3 separate regions of the Sus scrofa genome follow, and regions 2 and 3 are each linked to region 1. Evidence: chromatin contacts called from public Hi-C and HiChIP or PLAC-seq data. All regions are on one chromosome and are shown on one strand. Each heading gives the region's core, a stretch centred on a gene start, on an enhancer-like site or on the middle of the called end of the contact. The rest is flanking DNA. Distances are from core to core; before and after follow the strand shown. Region 1 holds the start of RGMA (repulsive guidance molecule A). Region 2 has its middle 100 kb from the start of RGMA. Region 3 has its middle 81 kb from the start of RGMA.

Region 1 (3,253 bases), core at 471-2,970:
GTGGTTAAGCTAAGAGTTGTCTGTCCTCATCCAGACAGTGGACTGTTTGTCCCCCCAAGATGGGAAAACCCTGCTGGGTACTTTCCAAAAGTTTCATCTTAAAAGATTTCCACTTGCAGATCTTTTTAAAATACCCAGGGATTTGGAAGAGCAGCAAGAAACCTACTCTCTGGGTGACAGTCCTTCAAAGATTCTTGTAGCATGTCTAGTACATGCCAGACACTACACTACAAGCTGGGGGTGTAGTGATGACCGCAGGCAGTTTGGTTTCTGCTGTCAAGGTGCTTACAGCCTGATGGGAGAGGCCCGCACCTACAGAAGGGTCACGCTAACCAGTGCATAATTGCAAAGTGAGATCAGTGTTAGGAAGAAAGAATGCAACGCTGGGAGAGCCATTCCCTAAGGAGGTTAGAGTTGAGTTGAAAAATTTGATAAGGGAAGAAATCTGTCGTTCACCAATTATTAGGGCTGGACATTCTCTCTCTCTCTCTCCTCTCTCTCTCTATGAGGAAACTGGGGCCCAAGAGAGCTAAAAGGCTTGCCCAAGGTCAGAGCTAATTATAGAAACCAGCAATTCCAATACCTGATCTCTTCCTGCGAAATCACATGGATTGTATTTATATCCCAGCTATAGATTATCTCAGTACCAATAAAACACAGAATATTGAGTTGAAACCACATCTCTCAAGACCACAAGCATAAATAATGATCGTGTTTTAATGTAGATGATACCTTTTTATTTTGCAAATCCAAAGAGTTCTCATCAAAATCCATGACAGCTTGTTTTCTGTAAGAATGCGAAGGCCATAACCCTGTCTGAAACGCACTGGCAAATTTCTCTAACCGAGCAATGCTAATTTGGGCGTGAGCTGTGTGTTCAGGCTGACTGCAAGCTCCAGCTGGGGTTTCAGCTCTGCACAGGGCGATTGGGTGGCTCTTTGCTGTTTCACGGCAAGAATCTTTCCCTGGACTCCCGGAAGCCTCTGGGGAATTTATCGCAACCGAAGTGTTCTCGCCAGTGTGTGCATGCGCTGCATGGTGAAACATTCTTTGGAGAAGAGAATCCACTTACAATCCGTGCGTGTGAGCGTAAAAGCGCCGCGCAGGGACAGGAAAGACTCGCGGCGGAGCACACTCTGACCCGAGGTTACCTCTGGGGAGGGGCTGATATGGGAAGGGGGATGTTATACGGTCTTCTTACTCTAGATATGCCTGGGCTGTATAAAAATTGTACACAAGGACGTATTCCTCATTTACATATTTAATACATATGTGTTAATTTTTAAAAAGAAGATTAAGCAAACATCTCAGAACAACAAAGGTGCGTCTCTGCAGAGAGTAGCAGCTTTTCTCCTGGATGTGACTGTCTATTCCAGAAACCTCAGAATATCTCGCCCTACCCATGGAACTGATGATGGAAACGTGCTCTCCAGGGCTTCGCAGCGGATGATTAGGAAAGTTGGAGGCGCCTCGAGGGTCATGGCACTTGCGGCTCGCGCCCCCCTAACCCGCATGTTTAGGGAAGTCTAGACTTGGCAGCGTGAGCAGCTCCCGACCCCAACCGCCTTAGCGGGTGCTGATGCGGGAAGGTGCGGCCGCGGCGGGGCGGGGCAATCCGAGTCGGCACCCCACGTCTCCGCTCCCGCCCGCGCCCGGCTGGCCCCGCCCGTTTCGCCCCCCGCCTGCGCCCCGGGCGCCTGGCCCGCCCCCTCCCCTCCGCGCGCAAAAGAACCTCGAGACGCCGCGCTTGGCGGCGGTTGCGGGCGGGGGCCGGGCGAGGGAGGGGGCTGGCCCGAGCCGCCCGACTCTGCAGTTGTCTCTCGAGCGCGGGCTGCGCAGCCCGAGCCTTTGGCTGGGTAAGCACTAGCCGTTCGCTCCCGGGCCGGCTCCTCCAGGCGCTCGCAGGCATGCAGCCCGGGAGCAGGCGGCGCGCCCCGGGCCGCTGCTGAGCCGGCCGGGGCGGCGGGGACCAGCGCCTGCCGAGCCCCTCCCACTTTGCCCCGGGGCCGAACAGCGGCGCCCCGGCAACCCCTCTTCGCCCGCAGCCCTGTCAGCGCCACCCCCCCGAGGGCTGCAGGGGCTCATGCAGCCGCCAAGGTAAGCGCGGGCCAGGAGCGGGGCGGACCCGGCTCTGACATCCCTGAGGCGCCGCCACCACTTGCCCGGGCTACGGCACGGCTTTGGTCTTCCCCAACCCCGCGTCTCATCTTGCTCCCATCTTGCCCAGATTTGAGCTTTGCTAAGCCTGATCGCTTTAGCTCTTGGCAGCAGCAAAGTTTTTGTGGTTTGGTATTTGCTCTTTTTTCCTAAAATGCTCTCCCCGGGCAGCCTGCAGCGCTCGTGGTTGGGCAGACCCGGCGAATGTGTGTACCACTGTGCGCGTGCTGGGAGCTCTCTTTCTCCCGCGGCCACCTCCTCATTGGGCGGTCGCTACGTCCAGCCCGCGGAGCCTGGGACAGGGAGAGCCACCGGGCTGTGCCGCTGTGAACCCGCATTGGCCCGACTCTCCCGGGCCCTCTCCTCCAGCTTCTGGCCCAACTGCCTAGCCAGCTGCAGAGCCGCTGCTCTAGGGCTTGCCCCGGGGGCATCGGCGCTGCGCACTGTTTGGGCTTGGGTCTCCAATGGTCCTTTGCCTGGGAGCGCAGGTGCGCAGGAAAGTGAGGGACTTGTGTTGAGTGCTTAAGGGATAGGAGTCGCGAGTGGCCCTGGCGTTTCTAAGTGAACAGGTGGGCCCAGAGGGCTGGGCACAGCAACAGTTACGTGCCTGGCTCAAGCAGTGGCTCATCCCAGGAACAAGCTGGGGCAGTGGGACAGGTGTATTTGGGGGGAGGACTGATGGGGACACTAGTGTGCAATTCTTGATTGCATCCTGTTAATGTAATTGCATTAGATTTGCTCGGAGGTAGAATCAATATCCCTAAATTGAGATTTTTTTTTTAATGGGCGCCTGCGAGCTGCTATTATGTAGTGTGGTTTCGGAAGGCGTTGGAATGTATTTATTTTATAAATCGGGTGTCTTGAGGACCGATTAGGGGAAATCGCGCCATCTAGCGGAAATGATACATTGAGCGTTTCTTTTAGGCCACGAAGTTGGGTGTTCTCAAAGTAGGAGACTCCGGCTCGAGGTGGGGAGGCAGGCACTTGGCTGCCTGGGGCTAGAAGTTTTCACCGTAGCTACAGTCCGGCTGAGCTGGAGCGCCGCGACGCCCCCAGCTCTCACGCCAAGCTCAAGGGTCAGAATTGCAGGTCCTAC
Region 2 (3,253 bases), core at 212-2,711, 100 kb before region 1:
CCTAGAATGGAAAAGAATCTGAAAAAGAATAGATGTGTATATGTATAACTGAACCACTTTGCTGTACACCTTAAACATTTTTTGAATTTTTTTAAAAAAGAAAAAATTCTTGTCATCTGAAAAGTTTAGTCCAAGAGACGTTCTCTGATGAGGACTGTATTGGTAAAGACACTTCAAGTTTCAAATAGCAGAAAACTCCACTCAGAGTGGCATCACCAATAGCACAGACTTCAGGCTTGGTTGGATCCAAGTCCCCAAATGACTCAACAAAATCCAATCTGTCTCCATCTCTCGGCTGTTTCCTTTATCAGGGTCTCCCTCATGCACCTTGGTTGGATCTCAACAGGCTCCCACCTTCACAAGTGCCGTAGAAAAGACAGTACTTGCTTAAAAGTGGCTCAACCCAAAGTCCCAAGATAAGATTTATTGAGGCTTGATTGGTTAATGGATCAACTGCCCATTCCTGACTCATTTACTGTGGCCAGGAGATGCCACATTCTCACCACTTCTGGCTCTTTCTCTAGGAAGAAATATGGAGCTGCAGATTAGAAATGGACTCATTCTAAAGTTCTGAAATGTTTTCCTCTCTGTGGGAATTTGACTCAACCATGTTTCAGCTAATAGATGTTTCTCTCCAAATTGAAATCAAAAGCAGAGCAACTCTAACTAGAATAATGCAGAGGAGTGGGTTCCCTAGGAAGAACTCCCAGGTGGTTGATGCCACCAAGGACCAAAGGAGAAGCTTCAGGAACCCCCACTCTGTGGGCACCACGCAGAATGCTCTATTTCCCCAACCTGCAGACCAGCCTTTCCTGGCGGTTGAACCACTTGGTATTAAGTGGTGCTCCTGCCCCAACAAAAAAGGTGATGCTTTCCTGGTCAAGTAAGTTTGAGAAGTTTTCTGTTCAACAAAGTCAAAGACGACTTACTCTTGACTAAAGGACATTTCAGAGCCTCTAGTGTTCAAATGTGTGTTATAAAAATCCAGAGGAAAACACAACATGCAGAATGTCCCAAACCTGTTGGATCATGAACCTTTCGGAACATTTTTCTTGGGACAAGCATTCCGCACCAAAAACAAAAAAAAACCTCAGGGACATGCTGCTCTGGAGGAAGTTGCTCCTTTTCTGACCCAACCCCACCTTGCCCTGCCCATCATTTTAACTGAGATCACAAAGCAGTAAAAGGTTACTGAGGAAGGCTGGTTTTGTCCCTCCATCACCTCTCTGGAATGTTTAGAAATGAATGTAATAACACAGAGATAAAACCCATCAAATCCCTGGCTTCTCAGAAGAAACCTTTTCTCTCTCCAATCTGTTACATAGTCGCTGGAATCAAATTGCAAAAGCCCTGTGCTAACTCCAGCTCCGGTGGGAGGAGAGACCACTCACTGGTGGGCTACACAGAGAGGACTTACGGCCGCTGTGGGAACTCGCAGTCACCTCTGGCAAACCTCTGTCTGCAGCTGCAGAAGATCAAATCAGGCTCACATCTGTTCCCCAGACACCCGACACCCCACCCCAGCTTCCCTATCCAACAAAGCCTGGCCAGGTTTTCACAGTTAATTCCTCCAGGGCCCCTGGCCCATCTCCTCCCTTCTTGCTCCTATGAATTCTCAGAGATCAAAGCAGCAAGTTAGCCCAAGCTTTGTTTGCTCAGCATTCAGAAAACACCTTAAATTCCCAGCTTGAAAGGAGGCTGAAAGAAGGTTAAACATACCCTATTGTTGAAAACTTTCAAACAGCAAGACATGACCAAAGTTTGAGCGTAGGAACCTCCATGATTTCTCTGGGCTTCCGGGTCCTGGGAAGGGAGGGTCTTCCCCCAGTGCACGTAATATAAGAAACTGATGGGAACGCGGCCAGAATTTTCCTGGAGGTCACTCTGAGTTGACTTGGGCAGTACACTGATTCTGAGATGAAAATTGGGAGCTACTGCCACAACCCAAAGGGTCAGCCCTCAGAATAAAATAAGTTCTAAAATGTCCACTCTGGATGGTCCTTCTAATCCACTCAACCCCATGTTCTGGACTGTTCCTCCTCCCCCTGGCCTTAGTTCACAAACTTAAATGGCTTTTTAGAACTGTAGGGTCATCTAGTTTGGAGATTTTCAAACTTCTTGGCAGCAGAAGACATTTTTTCTAATCGAAAATCTTAAAAGAGACCTCAATATAAAGCAGATAGAGTTGGGAGCTCTAGGGAGCATAGGCTGAGGCAAATCCTGGACTTCTACCCACTCAGCTACCCCCTCCACCATTGTGGCTTTGGGCTCCCACAGTTGGAAAAGTCCCTTAGAAGCCCAGCCTCTTCAGTTCAACACCAACACTGAGGACCAGGGATTGAAAGGGAGCTGCCAAGCCTCACGTGCTCCACGTCTCAGTCCTCATGAGGAGTTTATGCCTTTGCTCTTTGTGTTTAAAAAATCCCCAGAGCTGGGAGTTCCCATTGTGGCTCAGCAGTAATGAACCCAATTAGCATCTACGAGGACTCGGGTTCAATACCTGGCCTTGCTCAGTGGGTTAAGGATCCAGCATTGCCACAAACTGTAGTATAGGTTACAGATGCAATTTGGATCTGGTGTTGCTATGGTTGTGGTGTAGACCAGTAGCTGCAGATCCGATTCAACCCCTAGCCTGGGGACTTCCATTTGCCATGGGTACAGTCCTAGAAAAGACCAAAAAAAAAGTCTCCAGAGTGGTCAGTCCTACTTTCAAAACTCCCCATTTCTGTTCTCACCATCTCTACCTCCCCTACAGGGAAACACCTGGGACCCTCCCCTCTGTCCTGCCTACTACCATCCCCAAGGCTCTTCAGTTGTGAGATCCTGTTTCCTAAACTCAGTTAATCATTAGAATCCCCTGGGAGATTATTAAAAATATAGATTCCAGGACCCAGGACTAGACCTAGTGAATCACAATTTCCAAGGGTAGATCCAAGAATCTGTGATTTAAATAAGCACCCCAGGTGATTTTGATGACTGGCCAGCTTTGGAGAGCACTGTATTCAATGAAGTTGTGTCCCTTCTTCATATCCACCACCAAAGTTTAAGAATTCTTACATGAAATCCCAGCCATAGTAGCCAGTAGGATCATAATTCTGTATGGCTTTTTCTGGACATCTTTTTCAAATAATGGGAGAGAAAAACTTCTACAAGTCCTTTCATTTCAGGGTTCCAAAAATATAACCATAGACTTGTACAAATATGTATCTATGAGAAGGCAACTCACTTCACTAATAAAACAGAAACGTCCAAC
Region 3 (3,253 bases), core at 367-2,866, 81 kb before region 1:
CTGAATTGTGATCTGTGACGAGTGTTATTAACAGAAGTCACTGGTGCATTGAGGGTGGGATCAGCAAACATTCGGCAGGATAATGTGCAGCTTCCTGGAGAACTTTCCAGGGAAACGGGGAATGGAGTGGCTTTTTTTTTTTTTTTTTAATCTATGAAGCCCTTTTCTAACAGTTCCATTCCATAGGCCTGGACATTTGTATGAGGTAAGGTGGACAGAGTAAGCTGGGCAACACCACAAACTTCAACCGAGACTCATTTAGAGAACATGGTTGTAACACAGCATGAAGGGCAATGCCTGCCCTGTCATCATCTGTGAACTGCCTGGGTGACCTGATTGCTGGGTAACAGAAAGTTTGCACCCACCCACCTACGGTTCCTTCCTTGGCTGGTTACTCTTTTGCAAAATTCAACTCAGGAATTCCCTTTCCTGGGAAGCCTTCTCTGACTACCATCCTCGAGTCCACTCCCTCCAAATGATCCCAGAACAATGTGGACATAAATCTTCAAATTCTGGAGTTCCCATCATGATGCAGCAGAAATGAATCCGACTAGGAACCATGAGGTTGTAGGTTCAATACCTGGCCTCGCTTAGCGGGTTAAGGATCCAGTGTTGCCATGAGCTGTGGTTTAGATGGCAAACGCAGCTCAGATCTGGTGTTGCCGTGGCTGTGGTATAGGTTGGCAGCTATAGCTCCGATGAGACCCCTAGCCTGGGAATCTCCATGTGCCGTGGGTGCAGCCCTCAAAAGGCAAAAGAAAAAAAAAATCTCCAGCTTCCTCTCCCTCTGTACTGGAACCATTGGTTTATCAGTGGTCCTTCTACCTGACCATGAGCTCCTTGAAAGCAAAGGTGGTGCTTTCCTTCCTCCTACCTCCATGTCTCCAGACCCGAGGGAATTAGAATAAAGCTGCAAATTGGTGTCAGAGACCCATTAGAATCTGTTCTCTCAGAGTAATAGCATTGCAGGTGACAACGGTATGGATGGAGAGAGAACTCAAAACAAAGGTGGATATTTTGCCTGGAAAAATTTTTTAATTGAATTCCAGAAATCAGTGGTGTCAAGGATTCATGTCAGAACAGGTCTTCTTCTACCCACACCCGGCCTTAACCACAGGGAGCATCAAAAGAAATGAATCTAAGGTCTCCTAAGGATCGGAGCCTGCACAGGAGTCGATTCAGTGATCCTGGCTTCCCCAGGATCAGGGTGGTCTGGCTACGGCTGGGCCAGGCTGGCTCAAGGACACTTGGCTTCTTCCCTCAACCCACTAATCACCTCTGACTCCTGAGAGAACTGTAGAGTCTTCGGCGATGCCATGAGACCCTCATCCTAACCCCCATCTGTAGCTCCACTTCTGAAAACATGGGTTTGATTGCATTTCTAACACATGGGAAAATATCCTAAGCTTCTCAGAGCCACGTGGTTTTCTCAGAATCCTCCCCACATTCCTCCACATGTCTGCCACTATTAGAAGTTGGGTCTGGTTGGGAGCCAAGAAATTGCTCATGATCCCAAGCCAGAATACTTTTTTGCAACACATCTGAAAGTCCGTACTTTCTTAGCAGTACTTACGTACTTTGAAGCCAAAGGCTTGGCCGATAAGGCCAGTGGGGCTGTGTCTCCCTGCACAGCAGATGTCCATCCACTGGCTGAAGAGAAGAGTCTCTTAAAATCACAGCAGAGATTAACAGCGTGGAAGAAAGTGACTCAATCTGCCTTGAGTCAGAGAATGCAGCTGGATGGCTCCCCTGAAGAATGGCTGGACTGGGTTTAATTCAGCCTTGCAAATAACTTTTCAGCCACTTGTCCAGGGCACTGCTGGATGCTGAATAAAGATTAAAAATTGTGGAGTTTCACTGTGGGCAATGTCTCTGGAGCTCTGGGACATAGGTTTGATCCCCAGCCCAGCACAGTGGGTTAAGGATCCAGCATTGCTATGGCTGTGGCATAGGTCAAAATTGTGGCTCGGACCTGATCTCTGGCCCAGGAGCTCCACATGCAGCAGGGTAGCCAAAAAGAAAAAACAAATAAATAAGTAAAAATTGTTTTTTAAAAAGAATTAAAAATTGTCCCACAGAAAACGGATAAAGAACTTAAAGAAACCAATTAAAAAAGAAAAGCTGCAAATAGTTTAAACACATACAAAATTATGTATTGCTTCATTTATAATTTTTAAAAGGCAAATTAAAATGATAATAAGGAGGAGTCCCCATCATGGCTCAGCGGAAATGAATCTGACCAGCATCCATGAGGATGCAGGTTCAATCCCTAGCCTCGCTCAGTGGGTTAAGGATCTGGAGTTGCTGTGAGCTGTGCTGTAGGCTGCAGATGCAGCTCGGATCTGGCATTGCTGTGGCTGTGGTGTAAGCCAGCAACTGCAGCTCCAATTCACCCCCTAGCCTGGGAACCTCCACAGGCCATGGGTGCAGACCTATATAGATCCTTGTATGCTTGCCACAAAGATAAGTATTGATTATTTCCTTAGAGTCTTAGAAGTGGAATTGCTGAGTCAAACCCTGCAAAATGCATTCCTTCTTTGACCCAGCAATTCCACTTCTAAGACTCTAAGGAAATAATCAATGCTTATCTTTGTGACAAGCATACAAGGATCTATATTGTTGCACAGTTTAATGAGGAAAAGTCTAGGAACAATGCAGTTGAACAACATAAGCACGTGAATGTTACAACACTCACCTATATAGAATATTATGGAACCCCTTGCAGTCCAGAAAAACCATTCTATATGATCAGGTTCAGCAAACATTTTCTATCAAGTGCTAGAGGGGAAGTATTTTAGTATGAGCAGTGTGGGGGGTGGTCTTTCGTGCTGTTTACCAGATATCTCCAGTTCTCTGCTTTTCCAGGCACTGGGCAGAAGTGCATTTCTCAGCTCCCTGGGGACTGCATGTGACCATGAGACTAATTCTAGCCAATGGGTCTCAATGGAAATAATACCTGTCACAGCAAAGACAGGTTGGGGGAAAATATTTGCAAATCACGTATCTGACTTCTATCAGAATATATATATTTTTAACACTCTTAAAACTCGATAATAAGAAAACAAACAATGCTTTTTAAAAAAAAATGGGCAAAAAATTTAAACAGACACTTCACCAAAGAAGGCATAGGGATTGCAAATGCACATATGAAAAGATAGCCAACATCATCAGCCATTAGGGAAATGCTAGTTAAAACTACAATGAGATACCATTTCTCACCTATTAGAAGAGCTTAAATTAAATTTTTAAATTT

Evidence for each region. Hi-C and Micro-C count contacts between places; a contact is called where the count stands out from the background. HiChIP or PLAC-seq counts read pairs in DNA pulled down with a chosen protein or histone mark.
Region 2: a contact with region 1 is called in an H3K27ac HiChIP or PLAC-seq map of skeletal muscle, with 5 times the contacts expected there. The contact joins the enhancer-like site here to the promoter of RGMA in region 1. A contact is called at or near these places in 1 of 5 promoter capture datasets (fetal skeletal muscle), 4 of 47 Hi-C or Micro-C datasets (heart right ventricle, omental adipose tissue, psoas muscle and 1 more) and 1 of 2 datasets of contacts at active chromatin or transcription factors (skeletal muscle).
Region 3: a Hi-C map of skeletal muscle shows a contact between it and region 1, with 4 times the contacts expected there. The contact joins the enhancer-like site here to the promoter of RGMA in region 1. A contact is called at or near these places in 2 of 47 Hi-C or Micro-C datasets (psoas muscle and skeletal muscle) and 1 of 2 datasets of contacts at active chromatin or transcription factors (skeletal muscle).

What each region holds. Positions count from the first base shown.
Region 1 is chr7:85,919,804-85,923,056 of Sscrofa11.1, forward strand. It overlaps RGMA (repulsive guidance molecule A), which reads left to right and starts at 1,721. Exons shown (of 4, transcript XM_001924865.4): 1 at 1,721-2,097. The coding sequence starts at 2,084.
Region 2 is chr7:85,818,075-85,821,327 of Sscrofa11.1, forward strand. No RefSeq gene overlaps it. Among named protein-coding and RNA genes, the nearest start is that of RGMA, 100 kb to the right of the region's middle. Within about 2 kb of position 1,462, at least 3 of the 83 cell types and tissues checked have an H3K27ac peak or open chromatin away from gene starts, as enhancers often do. A contact at or near this core is called in skeletal muscle, where this site is marked.
Region 3 is chr7:85,838,960-85,842,212 of Sscrofa11.1, forward strand. No RefSeq gene overlaps it. Among named protein-coding and RNA genes, the nearest start is that of RGMA, 81 kb to the right of the region's middle. Within about 2 kb of position 1,617, at least 9 of the 83 cell types and tissues checked have an H3K27ac peak or open chromatin away from gene starts, as enhancers often do. A contact at or near this core is called in skeletal muscle, where this site is marked.